2 separate regions of the Sus scrofa genome follow, and region 2 is linked to region 1. The links are chromatin contacts, called in public HiChIP or PLAC-seq maps. All regions are on one chromosome and are shown on one strand. Each heading gives the region's core, a stretch centred on a gene start, on an enhancer-like site or on the middle of the called end of the contact. The rest is flanking DNA. Distances are from core to core; before and after follow the strand shown. Region 1 has its middle 160 kb from the start of DTHD1. Region 2 has its middle 370 kb from the start of NWD2.

Region 1 (5,049 bases), core at 252-2,751:
GCATCTACAACCTACACCACAGCTCACAGCAATGCCTGATCCTTAACCCACTGAGCAAGGCCCGGGATCAAACCTGCAACCTCATGGTTCCTAGTAGGATTCGTTTCCTCTGCGCCATGACGGGAACTCGGGATTTTTTTTGGTCAGCTCATCAACCAGATGACTCCTGAGCAGGCTCTAGCCTGACAAATGTTATCATCTGACATTAACGCTTAGGCCAGCTCCATTTTGCTCCCCTATAATCAGTAGACAAGCTAAAGGTAGAAATATGCCAGGAACTAGCCTTCCTAGAGAGTGTGGCAATAATTCTCACTGCCAGAGTTATGCTTGCATTAGTACCATGAAAAGAAAATGTTATTCCCCACTTGTGTCACATTCTCCTCACCAGGAAGGGAGTTGGCTGCTGGGTATTGCCCCACCCAATCAATATACTTCTACTTTGAATAGAAAAATTCAAACTGGGGAGTTCCTACTGTTGTGCAATAGGTTAAGAACCTGACTGCTGCTGGCTTGGGTTGCTGCAAAGGAGGTATGGGTTTGATACCTGGCCTGATGCAGTGGGTTAAAGAATCTGGTGTTGCCACAGTCGTAGTGTAGACTGCAGCTGCACCTTGGATTAAATCCCTTACATATGCTGCACCTTGGATTAAATCCCTTACATATGCTGTGATGTAGCCATAATAAAAAAGAAAAAAGGAAAAATTCCAACTGGGGCTCAAGCACAGGGATTCCTTGAATAGGGCTGAACTATCACCTTTCTCTGAACCAAGACACAGTGGCCAAGAAAAAAAAAAAGCACAATGGCTTTATCCTTTTACCCATTCATTGAACTATTTGTGTTGAAGGCTCTACAATGTATCCTCAGTTGAGCATAACAGGTAAAGCAAATTGAAAGATGCGTATGTGGCTTTTGAGACATTTACCAATAATTGCTTGCAGTATATTTCTTCCATGTAGCCTTAATCTATTTATTGCTAATGATCTTGCTTTGAGAGTTAGCAAAAGGAAAAACTTTGAAATAAGCAAGATCTAAATATATCATTTACATTTTTTCAAACATGTCCTCATTATTTCTCTTGTCCTGCAAATGTCAGAATACAATTGTTCTATTTTCACATGTTTGCTCCAGGAGGAATTCTCTTTCTACCTTTGGTTTAGTGCTTTGAACCATTACTTCCATTGGCTTGCTACTTTTTCTTCTGTCGTCTTGTGCTCAAAGACCCCGTTCTCTCCTTGAATAGCTCTTTTTCCCACTACTTCAGAACCACTGAGCTAGCTATATCAGGAGGAAATGCTTTTAAAAGCTCATCTATGAAATCTATCTTGCCATTTCTAAATGATAAGTGTGACTGGGTTAAAGAATTTAAAGTAGGCCACCCAGCAATATTTTTGCCAATCCAAGCCAATTTCCAAACATTTCTGACAATAAAATTGGGCTTTAAAAAAAAAAAAAAACCTCTTAATGCTTAGTGTTGGCAGAGTGTGGTTGCTAAATGGGGATATGAGAAAGAATTTGTCATAATCCTCCTACTCAAAATTGCTAGTGTGCTAGAGTGAACTCCTGGTGTCATTAATGATACTTTTTCTAGATTTTGACCTAAGAAAATATCTAAGGCAGGATCTTAATGTATTCTAAAAAAAACTATAACAAAACATTAAGTTTAAGATAAAAATATAATTTTCCTGTCTTCTCAGTCATAAATCAATCATATTTATTCTAGTATTAAAAAAATGTTGGGGGAAAAGAACGTTCTGAACATATAAGCGTATTAAATCATTCTCAGATAATATGTAGGGTATTTATTGAGTATCTAATCTAGTTAAGATACTTGGTAAGTGCACATGAATCACAGAGGTAGAAAAAATAGACATGGGCAGTTTCACATAAGCAATAGTATATGTGACTCAACTAAAACTCAGCACACAGCTCCCTACAGAGTTTTCAAAGATTTTCTCCCCAGTCAGGGCACTAAGAACAATGGATATACAGTTTGAGAAGTGTTATAATATATTTTATTGTTGTTGAGGAATAATCTGTTAATAATAAGCATTATGGTCATTAGTATTCTTCTCCTAGGATTACCAAGCATAAAATCAATACACAATGTTTTTAAATTATTTTGTATAAGTTCCTCTAAAAATCAAACAATATGGAATTATCATGTAGGGTCATTTTTCTGAAAAGTCTCAGCATGCAAAGGATAATTTCAGTTTCAAGACCAAAAGCAGGTAATGAGAGATATGACAACCATATCCTGGTTATGCTAACTTCCTAACATTGGAGACAGTACAGGACCACAGAACATGCAAGTCATAATTGTAATGAAAAGTTCCTTTCAAAATTGCATGCTGTTCTGACAAATTTTCTAGTTCCTTGGATACCTAATATTAGACATTTTACACATTCTTTGGTTGGAAGGCTTGGTTAGAGCATGGGAACAGTTACTTAGATTAGACAGTGGTTTCCATGGATAAGTGAAACTTAACCTCTTTGATTGGTTTTCCATCAGTAAAATCATGAAATCAAAATAACAGCTTAAAAGTCTGGTCCAGTCTTCAACAAACTGGAAGATGTGCAAATAAGTACACAGACATTTAATCTACCCAAGCCAAGGTAGGTAGAGTCATCTCTAGCGCCTGTGTTTCTCAGTCCTGTTCCTCCCCTCCTGGCCACACTTGGGCAGGATCTTCCCTTGTCACTGTGAGATGGCTGGAAACTGAGGACAGGTTCTTACTGCACAAACCAGCTGCATAGGGAATCCCTTCCCATGCTTCTCTGAGAAGAAAAAGAAGCTTTTCTTTCCTAGAAGCCATAGCAAACATCTCCAGTGTCTCGCTGGCTCTGACACTGTGTTACATGCCCTCCTCTGAATTAATCCCTATGAGCAAAGATTTGGGACACACAGACACCTCTAAGCCAAGGGTTAATTGGATTCCATACCTGAGGCTTCAGGGCAAGGGGAAAATCCTTCCTGAAGCCTCCTGATGAAGAGTGGGGAGCAGGTGGATTTCCTGAAGTGCAGTTAGGGTAGGATGTATGAAGGAAGGAAGAGCAGGTGCTACTGACAGCACCAAAGGTTTCCATTTTAGCTTCCTTCATGTAGGTTTTGGTGTCCTTCTTATAAACGAGAACTACTGGGAGATTTTTCCAAGACACATGTAAATAGAAGTGGGAGAAGGAGAGAAAAAACTCTAAATCCCTTTCAAGGTGATTCTAACTGACAAACTTGTTTGTGAGCACATTAGATTCAGCCTTTGTCAATTCCCAGAATTAAGGAAGGAGTGGTTTTGAAGTCTGAAGTGGTGGAAACTGGTGAGAATCTTAAATCCTCCAAACAAGAGGTGCTATCTTCACACCCTGCATTATATAGGCAAAATAAATACCTAATAACTTTTTCCCTCTCTCCATTATAATTCTAACATTTCTTATCACTTCCTACTTTATGGTTCCACCAGTCCTATTCAATACGAGTACAACACAAATGCAGATGCAGTCACATACATAATTTAAATTTTCTAGAAGTCACATATAAAAAGGTAAAAAGAAGATATCATTAATTTAAAAATTGATTTAACTTAAAATATTCTAAATATTATATCTTGAATATACAATCAGTTTAAAATATTATTGATATTTTTCACTTTCCTTTTGAAAAAAATTTTATACTGTCTTTGAAATCCAGTGTTTAGCCACATTATACAGGACTGAGTAATTCCATATTCTAGTCATATTAACTACTTCTTCTTTCCTGATGTATTCACTTTTATCTTACTTCTTTACCTCTCATATGCAATTTTCTGGCTTGGAACACACTTTTCTCTTTCTCTCTGTTTCCAAACTTAGCTTCATTGATCTTAGTAAATGTATTTTTATCTTTTAGGACTGTTGTTGGTTATCAGTGCATCCAGAAAGCCTTCCCCCAGCCCTGTATAGATTATAAGGCTCCCCTAGGGCCCTTTGCTCATCCCAGTCATTCACACGAATATCAAGAGTTTTGGACTCAACAAACCACAGATCTAGCAAGAAAGATTTAAAATAGACCATAATCCTCTTGAGGCCAAAGATTTTGTCTTATTCATTATTGTATGCACTGAAGTCAGTCCAGTGCCTAGAATGGAGTAAAGACCCAAAAAATATTAGTGGAATGAAGAAAAGAGGGAAGCATCACAAGTTTAAAATAACTTGAACTCTCACCCAAAGTTTAAGACTTCAATAGCAACAAACATTTCTACTGGGATATTGTATTCCTTCCTCAGTGGTGAACAAACTGAAGTCTGCCAATATCTCTCCTTCCCCATTCATGGGTGATTTCACATGAATGTAAACACACTTCAGATAATCTTTGTTGATTTCATTTATAGGACCATTTTAAAATACTTATATCTAGGAATATGATGAATAACTAAATCTAAAAGTTTTTTTTTTCAAATGGATTTATCACATGCCAGGCACTGTGCTCAGTGCTCTTACATTATGACTTGATGTCAAAACATCCCAAATAAAGTATTAAATATGTTAAAGTATTAAATCACTAAGATGTTTTTAAAAATCCAGTTATAGTAAAATACAGCATAGTGTTAAGATCGTAAACAGCATGGATTTATATCCCAGCTTCAGTCTTACTAGTGACTTAAGTATGGCCAACCTTCTTAATGTCACAGTTTATTGCTCAGAAATATTAACTGCTCTCTACCTCCCGTGAAAAGAATAAAGTTTGTTTAACCACCATTTGACTATGGACTTGACTCTGTCCTATCTTACTTTGGCCAGTGAGATATCGACAGATGTGGCTCAAGCAGAAGCATAAAAAGAACTCCTTAACTATGTCATGTCCAAAACAAAATACCCCCAAGCTATCTGACTAGAGCCTGGAAAAGAAAGTGAAACTTGTAGAGTTCTCCGCCAACTAACAGTGGAGCCTCCCAGCCCAACCTAGCCAAGACCAGCTTTCTCTGAGCTAACTTACATAGTCAAGGAAATATGATTATTAATTTAAGCCATTGCATTTTGGGGGTGAATTTTATGAAACATTTTCTTTGGCAATATCT
Region 2 (4,898 bases), core at 950-3,449, 270 kb before region 1:
ACGTCTCTCTGTGAAAAGGAAAAGTCAGATGGAAGATTGTGGGGTCAGTGAAGGACTGTGATTTGCAGCATATGTCTTCTTACACCTCACATGACAGGTATTTCTGAATTCACTTTCTGTGTGCCTCAACCTCACAGGCAATTGTCTGATCTTTAGGATTTAGAAACCTATCTTACATGCTGTTTGTGTTTCCCATACTGTTGAAGAGAAGGGCCAGTGTGGCTTAATAGATATTTGGAGTAATCCCATCATTCAACAATAATTATTGAAACATTTACAAGGGCTGTGTTCTGAAGAAGCAGTGGTGAGTATGGCTGTAGGATGGTAGGAGATTGAAGCAGTTTCCTTGCCCTCAGTGAAACTTATCTGAGGTGATAATAAATTAAACAACAATAATGAAGCTAATTCAATGTTCTGATGGGGAAGTAGAGCGTACCAGGAAAACTCATGGCATTAGCACACAACATAGTTAGAGGGGAAAGGTAGGCCAAAAAATCTCTCCAGATGAAGCACCTATGAATTTCTGAGTCATAGCAAAGGAGAAGGAAGAGATTAAAATCACACGTGATTTTAATTCAAGTAAGAGCATATCTTACTTGAAGAGATTCAAGTAAGAGCTTATCTTAACTTCAAACGCATGGGGAAAATGTCCATTCCATTACAAGGTAGCCACATTAATTCCATTTTACTGTTGACAGATCAATAAGAGAAGGTCAACAGTCTAGTAAATGGCATCACTAAATCAGCACTTACTTTTTCACTTCAAATTTAACCTTGCATAAATATAATTAGAACTTGACTTTGTCAGATGATGTATTTCAGCCGCAAAGCTCTTTGCCTCCTCTGGCAGGTGAATCGTAGGACTCTGTCCCAGTTGCTTCACTATTCCTTCTTGAAATACCTATGAATTAAGACACACATATATCAGGAAGGGTCTAGATAGGAATAAAGAAACCACTCTAGAAATTTCAATCACAGAGAATGGAATACAAGGAAATGGCTTCAAAGATGTTCACAGGGATAAAGCTGTAAAAGAGAAAAGGAAGGTGGCTGCAGAATAAAAAATTGTGATCATGTGAAATCCAAAGTCGATTTTAATGATGGAATGGAGTCTAGGAGCCCAACACTGCCCTGTTAGATACAGTATTATGGACAGTTCTGCATTTGCTGAGCAGAGCTGCTTCTACCAGGGCTCAAATTTCTGAAAAGTTACTGCTTCTCTTCAGGTCGCTGAATCTAAAATCATCCTACCTTTGCAGCATACATCACAATTCCCATCAACTGGCATCAAGTGCCATACTATAGGAACCAGAAGCAGAAAGCTTTACTTTCTTTCAATCTTTTCATCTCACACAAGTGTTCCTATTGGCGGAACACAGGAGTAATAGAAAATCAGCTAAAAACGGGTCATGAAAAATCTAGTTGCAAATTCCCCTTCTTCAGTGCAGAGCAGAATATAGAAGTGAGCATGGGGGCTAAGAGAAAGCTAAATAACTTCTCCAACTTATGTTCAGGATTTGAGCTGTACTCAACATGAAATCAACTAAAAGCCAAGATAGAAATACTATCTTATCATGAAGTAAACATTTTGATTTAGCTGGGTAAAAGTTATATTAGAATATCACTGAGGTTTACATTCAATTAAAAAATTAATAAATATGGCCTTGAATAAATAATGTGTGGGGAAAAGTCATAGGTATTATTTTGGTATATCTGATTGGTTCAAGCAGAGAAGGAGAGACTCAAAGTCACAGTGAGCTTCGAAGCTTTCTTTTCACCTTCTTTCCCTTCCCAGCAGTACACTCCTGGTGAGATGAGAGTTGGGGGGAAGGAGATGCTATCTGTTGTCCTGGATCCTCGATCATGACAGGTGCTATGGTTTCAACCCTTTTCAAGGTTTTCCCCCACCTTATGCGATGGGGGAATCTCTGATGGTCAAGATCCAAGACATTTTTCTGCCCTTAGATGGTTATTATCTCCTACATTCCACTCTATCTATAAGCTCTTCACCCATGCCCTGAGGGCAACAGAGTTTGCTGCTCTTCCCACAAAGGCTTAACACTTTGTTCTACAGGGAAGAGAATTAGTAAGGATCCTAGATGGGTCTTCATGTCTTTTTCTTAGCAGCTGCGGCCACCCTTCCCTGGATGTACCAGGAGGGGGCGCTCTCAGATCTCTCACTCTGCCCAAATCTTTCTCCTAAGCACTAGCTAGGTCCATGGAGGAGCTCTTGTGAGTTGCTAACTTCCCTGTATCTCTGGTTCCCAGTCATTCTGCACTCTCATGCTAACCAATGCTTGGGCTGAGGAATTCATTTTTAAAAAGTTGACTGAATTTTTCTTACCTATTTGCATGTCTCCAGTGTCTGCCTCAAGTAAGCAAGTGATCACATCCCTCTTATTGGAAGCAACGTCTCTGCTCATTTTCAGTTAGTTGATATCTGTACAACCCCAGCACTTTTTGGGTTCAAGAAAAGTTGCAGATTTGTAGGTTATCTGATTTTTTCTTTTTGTAAGTTTGGAGTAATACTTTTTCACACTATCTACACCTTAAGTAGAGACCAGAAACCCACTACATCTTGATTCTCTTGTTTTTGAGGGTATTTTGCAGCTTTCCTCTCCTTACTTTATCTGTTTCTTCACAGATAGTCTTCCTAGTTCAGTGATCCACACATTCTGTTTCAATTTAGTTCTATTGGTGTTTCCCCCACTTGCAAATATAAGATGCCTCCTCAGATCAGTACTGCTAGTTCAGCTTAAGTCTTTCAAGACAAATTTGTAAGAGATTTTTTTTGAACCATTTATTATAATGAGGAAATACTTGTTTTACATACAGCAAATAAGGAAGTATTCACTCTGCTTATTATTTTTGTTGCATGATTATAGAAAAAGTACAAAAATGATGCTTAAGAAGCTAATTATTCCATGCTGAGGTTTGATGTAATGGTTACTTAAGACTTTATATCTAAAACTGACATGAATGATACATTTTTAAGTAGATGTCATTTCTTTGTGATGGCATGCTTTTGACTATCTTTTTAATTCTAAAGTTTTTATGTATTTTCTCATGCAGAAAGAAAACATGATGTCTCAGCAATGTAACTGTTTGAGACTTTCTTAAAATAGAACCTTTATGAAATAATTTCCATAAATATCCTTAGTAAGCTATAATGTGATCTTTAATTATATATATATATGTATAATTTTATATGTATATATTTCAGACATCATCATGTCTTATTTTGTACTTAAAAGTGTGTCTGTAATCTTATAGTTTCAAAAATAAATGCATTTTTGCCTGCCCTTCTTAAAAATTATGCGTACCTTTACATGACATCTTTGATATTAGTATAATATACTTAATACACCTTCATTTTTAGGTGCTTTTATACTTATATACTTTATTTTTAAGCATTGTATACTATAAACTCTTAATGAATTTCCCATTGGTGTAAAATATTACCATTCTAAATTCATAAGATATGTTATCTTTCACCCTAAAATTATTCAGTTTTGCTAAAAACCTAGTTTCCAGTTCTATAGGTGACTCTATACAATAGCTTAGATCCAAAAGGGTAGGACAGGTGGGAGTATTTGGGGGGGGGTCATATATTTTCCCTGGCTTCATAGTATCTGAGGGCCAGATATGATTTCTCTTTGTAATGATGGGAGGTCATAGAGCAGAGTAAAGCCTACAGACTTTGGAGTCAGCCAGACATAAATTTGACTTCTGGCTCTACCACTTGCTAATGCTTACTATATGACTTGAGACATACTAATTAACATTAAGCCTTAGTTTCCTTACTTGAAAAAAAGGGTCTAATAATGGCAGCTGCCTGATAAGAATTCTTGTGATGATTAAGTTTTACATATATATGTAATTTAATTTAATAAACACATTTATACACACAGAGACTCAAAGGTCTTAGCCATACCCTATACAGATTAAGATTTACTGCATAGGAAGTATAATTGTGATGTTGATGGCTTGGAGGCAAGAAGAAGCCAGGAAGGGAAATGAAGTATCATTTACTGAGGACCTACTATCAAAGAGGCACAATGCCAAGAAATTTCTGTGCATGACTTTATTCCCACAATAACACTAGAATGTAGGTATTATTATTTTCATTTTGTAGATGGTTGAATGAAGGGAAGGATGAATTAATGAGAACTTGAGGCATATAATATTCACATCTGTTTCCCAAGTTTAGACAGCCCAAATGACATACCACTGTTTAAGGACTTGAAATATATGTTATTTCTTCTACATTTTTCTTCATCTTTTCTATATCAGTCCTAACCAGGAAAAAAACAAACCTAAGCTATCTTTAAAAGAGTGAGATTTAATAAAGCTCACTGGATATAGGTCATGGAAAAGCTGGAGAGCCAAGCAGAGGCATTGAGGCAACACAGAAACAAGTTAGGAAGAGGCTACCATTTCTAAAATAGAGATCTAAGCAAAGAGGCAGTGTTACTAAACTCGGGGGCTGATGAGAGCTGAAATTATGATGGAACTGTCAAGGAGGACCTGGAGCCAGGCAAGCACCCAGCCACTGGGAAGACATCACCATAAGCAAACAGAGAACCAGGCAGACGTACCCTGGCTTCTTCTTTCCTCCCACTAATTCTCTGATCTTCTCCTGTTTCCTCCCATTGTCAAGCTGCCTAATACAAAAATAAGGAAGATACAGTCTACAGGGGTCAAGAGTGCTGTGATACAGAGCAGAACAAAAGCATGTAAAATGGACCTGGAAACAAACTGCCAAGGATAGGCATTCTGAATTTGCCCATACTCCCTTCCAAAGTGTCCCCACTTTCTTCAGTCTATTGCCTGTGTCAAACACTCTCATCTTTTTTTTTTTCCACTTGGTAAATTTTCAGTTACATATTTTTACACAG

What was found. HiChIP or PLAC-seq counts read pairs in DNA pulled down with a chosen protein or histone mark.
Region 2: a contact with region 1 is called in an H3K27ac HiChIP or PLAC-seq map of alveolar macrophages. The contact joins two enhancer-like sites. A contact is called at or near these places in 3 of 47 Hi-C or Micro-C datasets (alveolar macrophages, heart right ventricle and liver) and 1 of 2 datasets of contacts at active chromatin or transcription factors (alveolar macrophages).

Annotation. Positions count from the first base shown.
Region 1 is chr8:28,155,168-28,160,216 of Sscrofa11.1, reverse strand. No RefSeq gene overlaps it. Among named protein-coding and RNA genes, the nearest start is that of DTHD1, 160 kb to the right of the region's middle. Within about 2 kb of position 1,501, at least 1 of the 83 cell types and tissues checked has an H3K27ac peak or open chromatin away from gene starts, as enhancers often do. A contact at or near this core is called in alveolar macrophages, where this site is marked.
Region 2 is chr8:28,426,677-28,431,574 of Sscrofa11.1, reverse strand. No RefSeq gene overlaps it. Among named protein-coding and RNA genes, the nearest start is that of NWD2, 370 kb to the left of the region's middle. Within about 2 kb of position 2,199, at least 2 of the 83 cell types and tissues checked have an H3K27ac peak or open chromatin away from gene starts, as enhancers often do. A contact at or near this core is called in alveolar macrophages, where this site is marked.